2 separate regions of the Canis lupus genome follow, and region 1 is linked to region 2. Evidence: chromatin contacts called from public Hi-C data. All regions are on one chromosome and are shown on one strand. Each heading gives the region's core, a stretch centred on a gene start, on an enhancer-like site or on the middle of the called end of the contact. The rest is flanking DNA. Distances are from core to core; before and after follow the strand shown.

Region 1 (5,407 bases), core at 1,662-4,161, 180 kb before region 2:
CATGGGCCCATTCCCCAACGGTCTGCCTTCCAGTCTTCGCATTTCCAACCTACTCTGCAGTTTCAGCTCCCTAAAACACCATCTGTGTCAAAAATGTTCAACAGTTCCCTATAGCCTAGAGGATAAAAGTGAAAGCCCTCCCTGCCTTAGAACTCAGAAGCCCTTCAAAACTGGCTGATCCAGCCTTCCCCACCAGACCTTCTACCACCAAAATCAAGCATGTCCTCCAGATAGTCCAGAAATGCCATAAACTCTTCACTTTTGCTCCTGCCTGATTTTGAATATCCACCCTTTCCTTCTGTGCATATTCTTCGTGGTACAAAGTCCACGAAAACCTCTAACCCTACAGAACCTCTACCCTGACCACTTTCTACCTCTTCCCTCTATACTAAGCTAGTACAACTATCCAAAAATACTGTAATACAACATGCTAATTTCATCAAAACACACCCTAAACATACCTGAATGTTTAAGTCAAATATTCCACCTAATGTTTTCCTATGTACATAATAAACTGGTAAAGTCCATGGCTATTTCAAATGATCAAGCCTAGTTTTCCAAAGTGCAAATACAGAAATCTTTCATTTCTCTGTAAATCCCAGTTCCTTACAGTGCCAGTCATGGGAAGGACACATGTCGTCAAAACTTAGGCCCATGATTCTGCTAGTTCAGTCAGTTCCAAACCTAATAAAACCCAAAGTCCTCCCTCGACTGACTGGCTCTGCAGGCACAGCACATGAGTCTTCATCCAGCCGTTGTGAATTCCAGCCGAGCTTGGAGTATATAATAAAATCTTAAAACACAAAACATAATCAACTCAAGGTTCTCCCCACTATAACTCATGAGTGCAGGGGACAAGTGCAGCTGAACTGGGGCAGGAGAGGCAGGCAGGGTGCTGGGTGCTGAACCCACGCTCTGGCTGTGCACACCCAGAGCTGAGAAGGAAACATGTCCCATTATAAAGACAAGAACTGAGGCTGAGATCCGTGCACAGTACTGTGGACAGTAAACGTGAAAAAGTAAGGCGTCCTGACTGCAAACTCCACACTACAAGGTCATGCTGGCTGCACAGGCTACAACTACCCTATGCCGGGGCACGCTGGCCAACAAAACGTTGACTTCGATCACAAAGCACATGTTGCACATGAATTCCAAAGAAAAAACGATACAGCTCGCAGGTGTTCTAACATTTTAATGACTTCAACTGGATGGTGCATGGCGACTAAGACTGGATGAGAGCAGAGTGCGGGTCCAACCATCACGCACCGTCCTGGACACCAGTCTGGGGACCAGCACCGGGACAAGTTTCCCACGCGGGCGCTGCTTCGGAACAGACACACGCGAAAACGACCCCGCCGTCCCTTCTGCACAGCCTCCCAGCACCGGGCTGCTCCCCCCCCCCCCCCCCCCCCCACCCCCCGCAGCCTCCCACCCCCCACAGGGTTGCTTGGCCCTGACCCACCCCCGCGTGGACCCCTGCACAGCTCCCCTAGAACAGGGCTGCTCCCTCCCCAGAGGACCCCGCCCCCCCTTGCACGGACCCTCTCAGGTGCCCCCCCAGCACAGAGCTGATCCGCCCCCACCCACACGGACCCCCAGCACAGGGCTGCTCCCCCCGCAGGCCCCCCCTGCATGCCCCGCCCCCCCAGCAGGCCCCCCTGCACGCCCCACCCCCCAGCACAGGGCCGCTCCCCCGCAGGCCCCCCTGCATGCCCCGCCCCCTCAGCAGGCCCCCCTGCACGCCCCACCCCCCAGCACAGGGCCGCTCCCCCGCAGGCCCCCCTGCATGCCCCGCCCCCCCAGCAGGCCCCCCTGCACGCCCCACCCCCCAGCACAGGGCCGCTCCCCCGGCAGGCCCCCCTGCATGCCCCGCCCCCCCAGCAGGCCCCCCTGCACGCCCCCCCCCCCAGCACAGGGCCGCTCCCCCGCAGGCCCCCCTGCATGCCCCGCCCCCCCAGCAGGCCCCCCTGCACGCCCCACCCCCCAGCACAGGGCCGCTCCCCCGGCAGGCCCCCCTGCATGCCCCGCCCCCCCAGCAGGCCCCCCTGCACGCCCCACCCCCCAGCACAGGGCCGCTCCCCCGGCAGGCCCCCCTGCATGCCCCGCCCCCCCAGCAGGCCCCCCTGCACGCCCCACCCCCCAGCACAGGGCCGCTCCCCCGCAGGCCCCCCTGCATGCCCCGCCCCCTCAGCAGGCCCCCCTGCACGCCCCACCCCCCAGCACAGGGCCGCTCCCCCCGCACGCCCCCCTGCATGCCCCGCCCCCCCAGCAGGCCCCCCTGCACGCCCCACCCCCCAGCACAGGGCCGCTCCCCCCGCAGGCCCCCTGCATGCCCCGCCCCCCAGCACGGGGCTGCCCCGCCCGCCCGCCCCGCACTTCGCCCGCGTCCCAGGCTGGGCCCGGCCGCCAAGGCCTCCCGAGGTCCCGCGGCGCTCCGACAAGGGCGGCGGCGACTGTCGCCCCCAGCGACCACAGGCGGCCCGTGGCGGCCGCTCACCGGGCGCCCGGACGCAGAGGTCCCCGCGGCCCGCCAGGGAGGCCCGCCGCTCTGCCGCTCAGGGCCGGGCCGGTGCGCGGCGGCGGCGGCGGCCTCCCAGGCCCGGCCCCCCCCCTGCGAGGCCGTCCTCCCGCCCGGCTCGCCGCCCCACTCCCGGCCGGGCCGCCCGTGCCCCCGCGCACCTGCCCGGCCCCGCCTCAGCCCCATTCCCCGGGCGCCGGGCCCGGCCGGCCTCCGCCCGCCTCAGGCAAGGATACGAAGTACACCGAGAGGAAGATGAGCGCGCAACAGTCGAGGAGAGAGAAGACGAACACCACCGCCTCCATCCTCCGCCGCCGCTCCTTCCGTCAAACCAGCCCCGGCGCCCGCCGCGCCCGCCGCGCCGCCCGCCCCTGATAGGCCCTCGCCCGGCCGCTGGAGCGCGTCGCACGGGCGCCGACACACGGCATGCCGGGAAATGTAGTCGGCCCCCGAACCCCCGGCCGCCGTCGTTCCGACGCATGCTGGGAAGTGTAGTTCGTGAGCACGACCCCCGGCGCTGAGGAAGTACGGGAGCCTACGGTCAATCTGATGCGTCCCGGAAATTGTGACGAGAATCAGCGAGCATTGGCTGGACCTGGTAATCTGCTGGGTACCCAGTACAACTTGTTATCATGGGCAGTGTCTCTTTTAGTTTCCGCGTGAGGCCCACTAGGTCCCCCCCACCCCCGGGCCACGCCAAGAGGCTGTCCTGCCAAAGCCCGGGTCCACCCGCAACGACCCTTGGCTTGCCGGCGGACACCTGCCCTTTCCTGATCTCGGTTTCTCCGGGGCTTTCACGGTCCCTTGCTTGTGTTACAGCAACGATTCTCTGCACTCTAGGTTTTAGGATTCTCACTCAGCAAGTACGTATTGACTCCACCCCCAGTACCTGCCGGGACCTGCCCTACGCCCGCCCGCGATGCGCGATGCGCGATGCAGGAAGGTGCGAGGCAGGTGGCTCAGCGGTTGAGCATCTGCCTTGGGCTCAGGGCGTGACCCCGCGGTCCCAGGATCGAGTCCCGCATCGGGCTCCCTGCATGGAGCCTGCTTCTGTCTCTGCCTCTCTCTCTGTGTGTCTCATGAATAAGTAAATAAAAATCTTAAAGAAATGTGCCACGCAAACTAAGCAGTAAGTGGAGACCAGATAGAGGGGAAAGGTTTCTTTAAAGGCAAATTATGGGATCCCTGGGTGGCGTAGCGGTTTGGCACCTGCCTTTGGCCCAGGGCGCGATCCTGGAGACCCGGGATCGAATCCCACGTCAGGCTCCCGGTGCGTGGAGCCTGCTTCTCCCTCTGCTTGTGTCTCTGCCTCTCTCTCTCTCTCTCTCTCTCTCTCTCTCTCTGTGACTATCATAAATAAATAAAAATTTAAAAAAATATAAAGGCAAATTATACCAAAAGGCATACATTCATTCAACCAGTATTTCCTGAGCAGCTAGTGTATGCAGTTACTGGGCCGTAGGGATCCCTGATGAACAAGAGGGGGAAAGTCCTCGCCTTCCTGTAGCTCCCACTACAGTAGGGGAGACAGAGGAAGGAAAACAGTCTTAGACTGAACCATCAGAAAAAGCCAGACTGAGGAACTGCTTTTAATTTGAAATCTGAACGATAGCTAGCTGAAGATTTGCAGGCAGAGTGATTGCAAAGGCCCGATTGCTCATAAAAACTTGTCTTTAAGAACAGGCGAAAAGGCAGTGCGCTGTACTACAATGAATAAGAGTGTGTGAGTTTTGAGAGAACATCAGAGGTGGCAGGGCAAGGTCACACAGGTCTCGGGATCCCTGGCAAGTTTATTTTATTTTATTTTAAAGATTTTATTTATTCGTTCATGAGAGTCACAGAGAGAGAGAGAGGCAGAGACACAGGCAGAGGGAGAAGCAGGCTCCATACAGGGAGCCTGACCCTGACGTGGGACTCGATCCCCGGTCTCCAGGATCACGCCCTGGGCTGAAGGCAGCGCTAAACCGCTGAGCCACCTGGGCTGCCCCTGGCAAGAAGTTTAACTTCTATTCTAATGTGCTGATAAACCACTGGACAGTTTTAAGAGTATCTTGGTCTAGAGGCACCGTGATGGCTCAGTTAAGCACCTGCCTTTGGCTCAGGTCATGATCTCAGGGTCCTGGGATTGAGCACCAAGTCAGGCTCTGTGCTCAGTGAGGGGGTCTGCTTCTCCCTTTTCCTCTGCTTGTGTATGCCCTTGCCCTGCCTCTCTCTCTTAAATAAATAAATAAATAAATCTTTTTTTAAAGTACCTTGTTCTGATTTACATTTTAAAAATATCCTTCTGTTTGGTGCACTAAATGTATGGAAGAGGCACAAGGTTGCAAGGAGACCACTTAGGAGAAAAATGGATGAATAGGGGAATCAGCATGAAGGAAAACCAACAGGATTTGCCTGACACAGCATAAGTTCGTAGGATCCTTAAGGATTCATAAGTTAAAGCTAGACAGGCTGGTAACAGATTTTTTATGAACCAGCTATTATTATCCTACTGCACCTTGTCCACACCTCTACCAGAGCCCTCACACATCGGCTGCTTGACATGCCCAGCCAGCCATGCCTTACATTGCAATAAAAATAACAGATTTTATTAGTTTTGTACCCTCAGTACTTTTTATCCTGTAAATAGCTGGTGTTCCATAAATGTTTGCCAAGTGAATGATCTATACTGACTGTAAGGAGAAGTTTCATTAAATTTATTCCAGATTTTCTTAAAAACATACACCTCATGCCCCATTTCTCTTAAGTTGGAGCAGAAAACACTGGCTATCCCATAGTCTTTATCTGTTGCTTTATTCTGAGTAAATTTAAAAGTTGGTACCATCATCAAGGGTTAGAATTACCAGTTCTAATTAAGATAGCCTTTGGGGATGCCTGGGGGACTCAGTG
Region 2 (5,524 bases), core at 948-3,447:
GCAGCATATATACTAACGTTCCTTGATTTTCTAGCAAATAGCTCTTCAGGTAGAAGTAAAGCACCTACCAGGCACTGTTTATAGACTGCCAATTTCATTAAGAGACCACAATTAAATTAATGCTGACATCTAGTGGCAAGAAAGAACATCTTTCTTTTATAATGCTACCTGAACTGTATCTTATGACACCAAACCAATCAATCTGAAGCCAAAGACACTTTCAAATGCCCACAAAACATTATCCACTTAATCTAAGAATTATCTATTAACCTCAAGTAAACAAAGGAATAAGAAAATAGTTCCCCATTACTAAACCCGAGGGAAAAGACTCCTCTCTGAGACATAAAATTGCAGAATCTTTTGTGGGGTGCGGTGAAAAGGAAGGTAGCACAGGGGATGGGAAGGGGCTCTTTATGAAAAATCTTTGAAGCAACAAAAGGCTAGAATAGATGACTGCTTTACAATTAAGAATGCAACTGAATATTTCACTTGAAAGAGATCTCATTTATTAATAAACTGAGGGATGTATTTTAACTCTGTCCCCTGAGAAGCTAGTTTTTTCTCCCTTAAGAAATGTTTTAAAAAAGTAAATGACTAACAAACAAAAAAACAGTTTCCCCCCCACACTTACAAAAAACAGAACTGGGAATATTTCAAGCTTTACAAAAGCCATTGTCTGACTGAGGCTCAATCCAATCAAATGTTATGCCCAGTTTCCAGACACCATGAACCTCGATCAAAGACCATCCTTTATAAACACCGGAAAGAACATTTAAGATTCTATATGGAATTCTAGGATGACATGTATGGGAATTCAGGGACAATCAATTTTGAAATATGACTTTTCCACCGAAGAATCTTCCATTCTTGCAGACTGGGGGGTCGGGGGTGGAGGGGCAGAACCGCTGGGTTCACTGGAAAAAAAAAAACCTTGGGTCATCAGTTTGTGCCAGAATTTATAAACTTTCTTTAAAAAGTATGGTTCCCTTTCAAAAGCGCAATTATCATCCCGTTAAAACTGCAAGTGTACACCCAGAGTGTGGCCCGTGAAGGGGAAAATGCTGTACGCTGTACATTCAGAAATACGTCTTTGTCCTCTTAAAAACAATCCCCGCACAGATTTAGCTCCTACACAGAATCGGTGTGCGATCTCTCCAACATGTCCACCTCCTTCGATTTCCTTCCCACTTAAAGATAAATTCCCCGACAGGAAGCAAAACACGTCCCTGAACCAAGCGGTTCGTCACCCCCTCCAGGGAAGGCGGGGGTGGGGGGAGGGGGCGAGGTCGAAGCCCACCGGCTCGTCGGTCCGTCCTGGAAGCCACTCAACTCCTGAGATTTGAAGCTGGCGGGTGGGCGTTAAGTCACTAGTTAGAACACGAACTGCGAGAGAAACCAACCCTGTCCAGGGGCGAGGTGCTCCCCGAGGGCGGAGTGCCGGGCGAGGCCGAGCCGGACGCGCTCTCGGTGGGCTCTACGTTACGGGTCACCTGGGGAGCGGGCCCCCCCCGGAGCTCACGCCCCCCGGGCCCCCGGGCCCCCCGGGCCCCCCGGGTGTGGGGAGGCCTCGCCGACCCTTCTCCATCTCCTCCGACAGGGAGACCTGGGTCCGGGGCTGCGGGGGGCCAGGCTGGGCACAGTGCGCGCTTCCTGCCGACCCACCGAACCTGGCCGGCCGGGCCGCGGGGCCGGGCGCCGGAGCACCCAAGGGGCGACCGGAGCCGCGGGCCGGCGCTGGGACGCCCGGCTCCCGGCGGGGGCGGCGAGCCCCCAGCCCCGCGGCAGGAAGGGGACGCCTCCGCCGCCCGGCGCCGGCACCCCGCGTACTGGAGCCGGCTGTGGCTCCCTCCCCTGGGGACGCGCTCCCCGCTCCGCCCCTCCCCAGACCGCGGCCGGCGGAGGGGGCGGCGGGGGTCCCGCGGGGGCCTCACCAGGCGGAGCTGGCTAATTTCGTCGTAGGACATAAAGCTGAGGATGTTCTCGATGGCTACGATGGGCAGCGCCACCAGCGTGTTGTTTTGAGGCAGCTGGTCGGGAGCCAGCGCCGGGGCTGGGGGCGCCTGGGAGCCCGGCTGCGGGGCCGGGGGCGGGGGCGGGGGGGGCAGTCGCTGGGCAGAGCCGACGGCCGAAGAGGGGCCGCCGTCGCCGTGGCCGCCGCCTCCTTCCTCAGCCATCCGCTCCTCCGACGCCGCCGCCATCTTGGGGGTTTGATTCCTTCCCCCCACTGCAAGGGGACCAGGGCCGCTTCCGGTGCGTCACTTCCGCCCCGGGCCGCGGGGGGGCGGGGCCGCCGAGGGGGCGGGGTCTGCGCGGAGCGAGGCGGCGCGAGCGGGTCTCGGGGTCCGCGGTCGGGGTGGCGGGGTGGCCGGGCCTCCTCCGTCCCGGGAACGGGGCCTTTGGAAGCCCTCCGACCCGAGGCCGGCAAGGACCGGAGGGCGAGGGAGCCCTGCCTGCCCGAGTGCAGCCCGCGGGGGCGGCTTTCTGGGCGCGCCTCCTGACGCGGGCGGGGAGTAGTGTTGCCTGGCGAGTGTGGACGCGACGTGGGCAGCGCGTGGTCGCCGGTGCAGTCGGGCGGTCCCTTCAGGCGGACGGCGGGGAGTGAGTACTCATCAGGGCCACCGGGCGGATGGACCTGGGAAACACCGTGCTGAATGCAAGAGGCCAGACCCACAGGGCAGCATTGGGGTGGGGGTGGGGGGGCGGCACGGGGCGGTGCGCGGGGCTCCGGGGGCCGGGAGTGGGGCGGGGGGAGGGGAGGGTCCTGCTGGGGGATGCAGGGGGAGAAGCGTCCTGCTTGGGGGGGGGGGGGGGGGCGGAGGGAGAGGGATGGGAGAGCGAGAGGCAGCCTGCTGTGGGGACGAGGTGGGGGGGGAGGTCCTGCTGGGGGATGCAGGGGGAGAAGCGTCCTGCTTGGGGGGGGGCAGAGTGAGAGGAGGGAGAGGCATCCTGCGTTGGCGGGGGCCGGGGTCCTGGTGAGGGATGGGAGAGCGAGAGGCAGCCTGCTGTGGGGACGAGGTGGGGGGGGAGGTCCTGCTGGGGGATGCAGGGGAGAAGCGTCCTGCTTGGGGGGGGTGGAGGGAGAGGGATGGGAGAGCGAGAGGCAGCCTGCTGTGGGGACGAGGTGGGGGGAGGTCCTGCTGGGGGATGCAGGGGGAGAAGCGTCCTGCTTGGGGGGGGGGGCGGAGGGAGAGGGATGGGAGAGCGAGAGGCAGCCTGCTGTGGGGACGAGGTGGGGGGGGAGGTCCTGCTGGGGGATGCAGGGGGAGAAGCGTCCTGCTTGGGGGGGGGGGCGGAGGGAGAGGGATGGGAGAGCGAGAGGCAGCCTGCTGTGGGGACGAGGTGGGGGGGGAGGTCCTGCTGGGGGATGCAGGGGAGAAGCGTCCTGCTTGGGGGGGGTGGAGGGAGAGGGATGGGAGAGCGAGAGGCAGCCTGCTGTGGGGACGAGGTGGGGGGAGGTCCTGCTGGGGGATGCAGGGGGAGAAGCGACCTGCTTGGGGGGGGCGGAGGGAGAGGGATGGGAGAGCGAGAGGCAGCCTGCTGTGGGGACGAGGTTGGGGGAGGTCCTGCTGGGGGATGCAGGGGGAGAAGCGACCTGCTTGGGGGGGGGCGCAGGGTGAGAGGAGGGAGAGGCATCCTGCGTTCCTGGGGGCCGGGGTCCTGGTGAGGGATGGGAGAGCAAGAGGCAGCCTGCTGTGGGGATGAGGTGAGGGGGGAGGTCCTGCTGGGGGATGTAGGGGGAGAAGCGACCTGCTTGGGGGGGGCAGGGTGGGAGGAGGGAGAGGCATCCTGCGTTGGGGGGGGCCGGGGTCCTGGTGAGGGATGGGAGAGCAAGAGGCAGCCTGCTGTGGGGATGAGGTGAGGGGGGAGGTCCTGCTGGGGGATGCAGGGGGAGAAGCGTCCTGCTTGGGGGGGGGGCAGAGGGAGAGGGATGGGAGAGCGAGAGGCAGCCTGCTGTGGGGACAAGATGGGGGGGAGGGCCTGCTGGGGGATGCAGAGGGAGAGGTGTCCTGGTTGGGGGGGGCAGGGTGGGAGGAGGGAGAGGCATCCTGCGTTGTGAGGGGTGGGGTCCTGGTGAGGGATGGGAGAGCAACAGGCAGCCTGCTGTGGGGACAGGGAGGGGGATGGAGGGGGAGGTCCTGCTGGGGTAGTAAATCCTGGCAGGCAGAGGATTAGTGGGGTGGGGGACAGGGTGTGTCTCAACAGAGAATTGATTGAGGCAAGAGTCCTCAAAAAAATGCTAAAAGGAGAAAGTAAAGGTAGGTGGAACGTAATATTTAGGTGGTCTCAAAATAACTCCCTACAAATTGCATATTACTTGCAAAAATAAAAAGTTTGCAATAGAGAAATTTGGTGGACACTACCATAATCAAATCATTAACATTAATATCCAGCGTTTTGAGAGGAATGGACACCACATACCTCCTGATATGATATCCTCAAAAGAAGTGACACAAGATAGTATTCCTGAAAAAAGAAAAAAAGGAAGCATAACCGTTATTTGAAATGGGCCAATCTGGCTGATTGTTCCATGCTCCTCAAAAGCATTGTCATGAAAGACAAGGAATGGAGATTCGTGCCAGGTTAGGAGAGACTGAGAAGGGAAGGTAATTGCAGTCATGGATGATCCTGAATTGGATCCTGGATTAGGAAAAATACCTAAAAACAACATTATTGTGACAATTGGCAAAATTTGAATGTGGATTATGTATTAGATAATATTGTGATCATATTACATCTTTTGATTTGGATAATTTTATTGTGCTCTTGTCAGAGAATGTCCTTGTTCTCAGAAAATACATATTGAAATATTTAGGGGTGAAGGGGCATATCTCAATTTGATCTTAATAGCTCCATAGAGAATGAGAGTAATAAAGCAAATATGATAACTGTTAACAAGTGGTGAATCTGGATGAAGAGTAGACTTGTACTATCTAGCAATTATTTCAGAATGAAAACTTTTTGGAGGTAGTATTTGTGAAAGTCCGTAAAGGGAAAGGTCACCAAGGTGGATTCTGGGTGCAGAAGGGGAGGCTGAAAGAGGCAGCCCCATGACTCAGGGTCAGTGTCAAACCCAACAGAAGAACCCTCAACCAGGAAGAATCCTGAACTCCAGGCCCCAATGGGAAAGATGGGCGCTACAACTCCCGCAAGAAGTGAGCACCCCTGCAGCTCAGCCAGTGACAAGTCACCATCACCCTCAACTCTGCCTTTTCTCCAGCGGACTTTGCTTCAGAACAACCCCTCCCAGCCTCCTCCTCTTTGCCCATAAAACAATGTTCGTCTCCTTTGTTGGTTGGACTTGTCTATGGTCTTGCCATAGCTCGCAGGTCCCAAACTGCCATTCTCTGCTATTCCACTTTCGCAGGTAAAGTGACTAACTTTTATTTTTAAGGTAACAGTATTTCTGGGTTTTTGTATCCTTATCATATCCCATAACAAAGATCAGGGTGCACAGATGACTGAATCTTGAAGCTTTGTTTTCTTAGCCCTGGGTCTTAAAGTCTCCAGTGTGTCCCTTTTTTTG

The links. A called contact is a pair of places that touch in the nucleus more often than the background predicts.
Region 1: a contact with region 2 is called in a Hi-C map of blood, with 4 times the contacts expected there. The contact joins the promoter of CNIH4 here to the promoter of FBXO28 in region 2. A contact is called at or near these places in 2 of 9 Hi-C or Micro-C datasets (blood and liver).

The regions. Positions count from the first base shown.
Region 1 is chr7:39,974,970-39,980,376 of UU_Cfam_GSD_1.0, forward strand. It overlaps CNIH4 (protein cornichon homolog 4), which reads right to left and starts at 2,912. Exons shown (of 5, transcript XM_038542875.1): 1 at 2,755-2,912. The coding sequence starts at 2,823.
Region 2 is chr7:40,152,033-40,157,556 of UU_Cfam_GSD_1.0, forward strand. FBXO28 (F-box only protein 28) reads right to left here and starts at 2,198. Exons shown (of 5, transcript XM_038542887.1): 1 at 1,932-2,198. The coding sequence starts at 2,198. It overlaps LOC102157245 (a long non-coding RNA gene), which reads left to right and starts at 2,307. Exons shown (of 5, transcript XR_005362327.1): 1 at 2,307-2,598.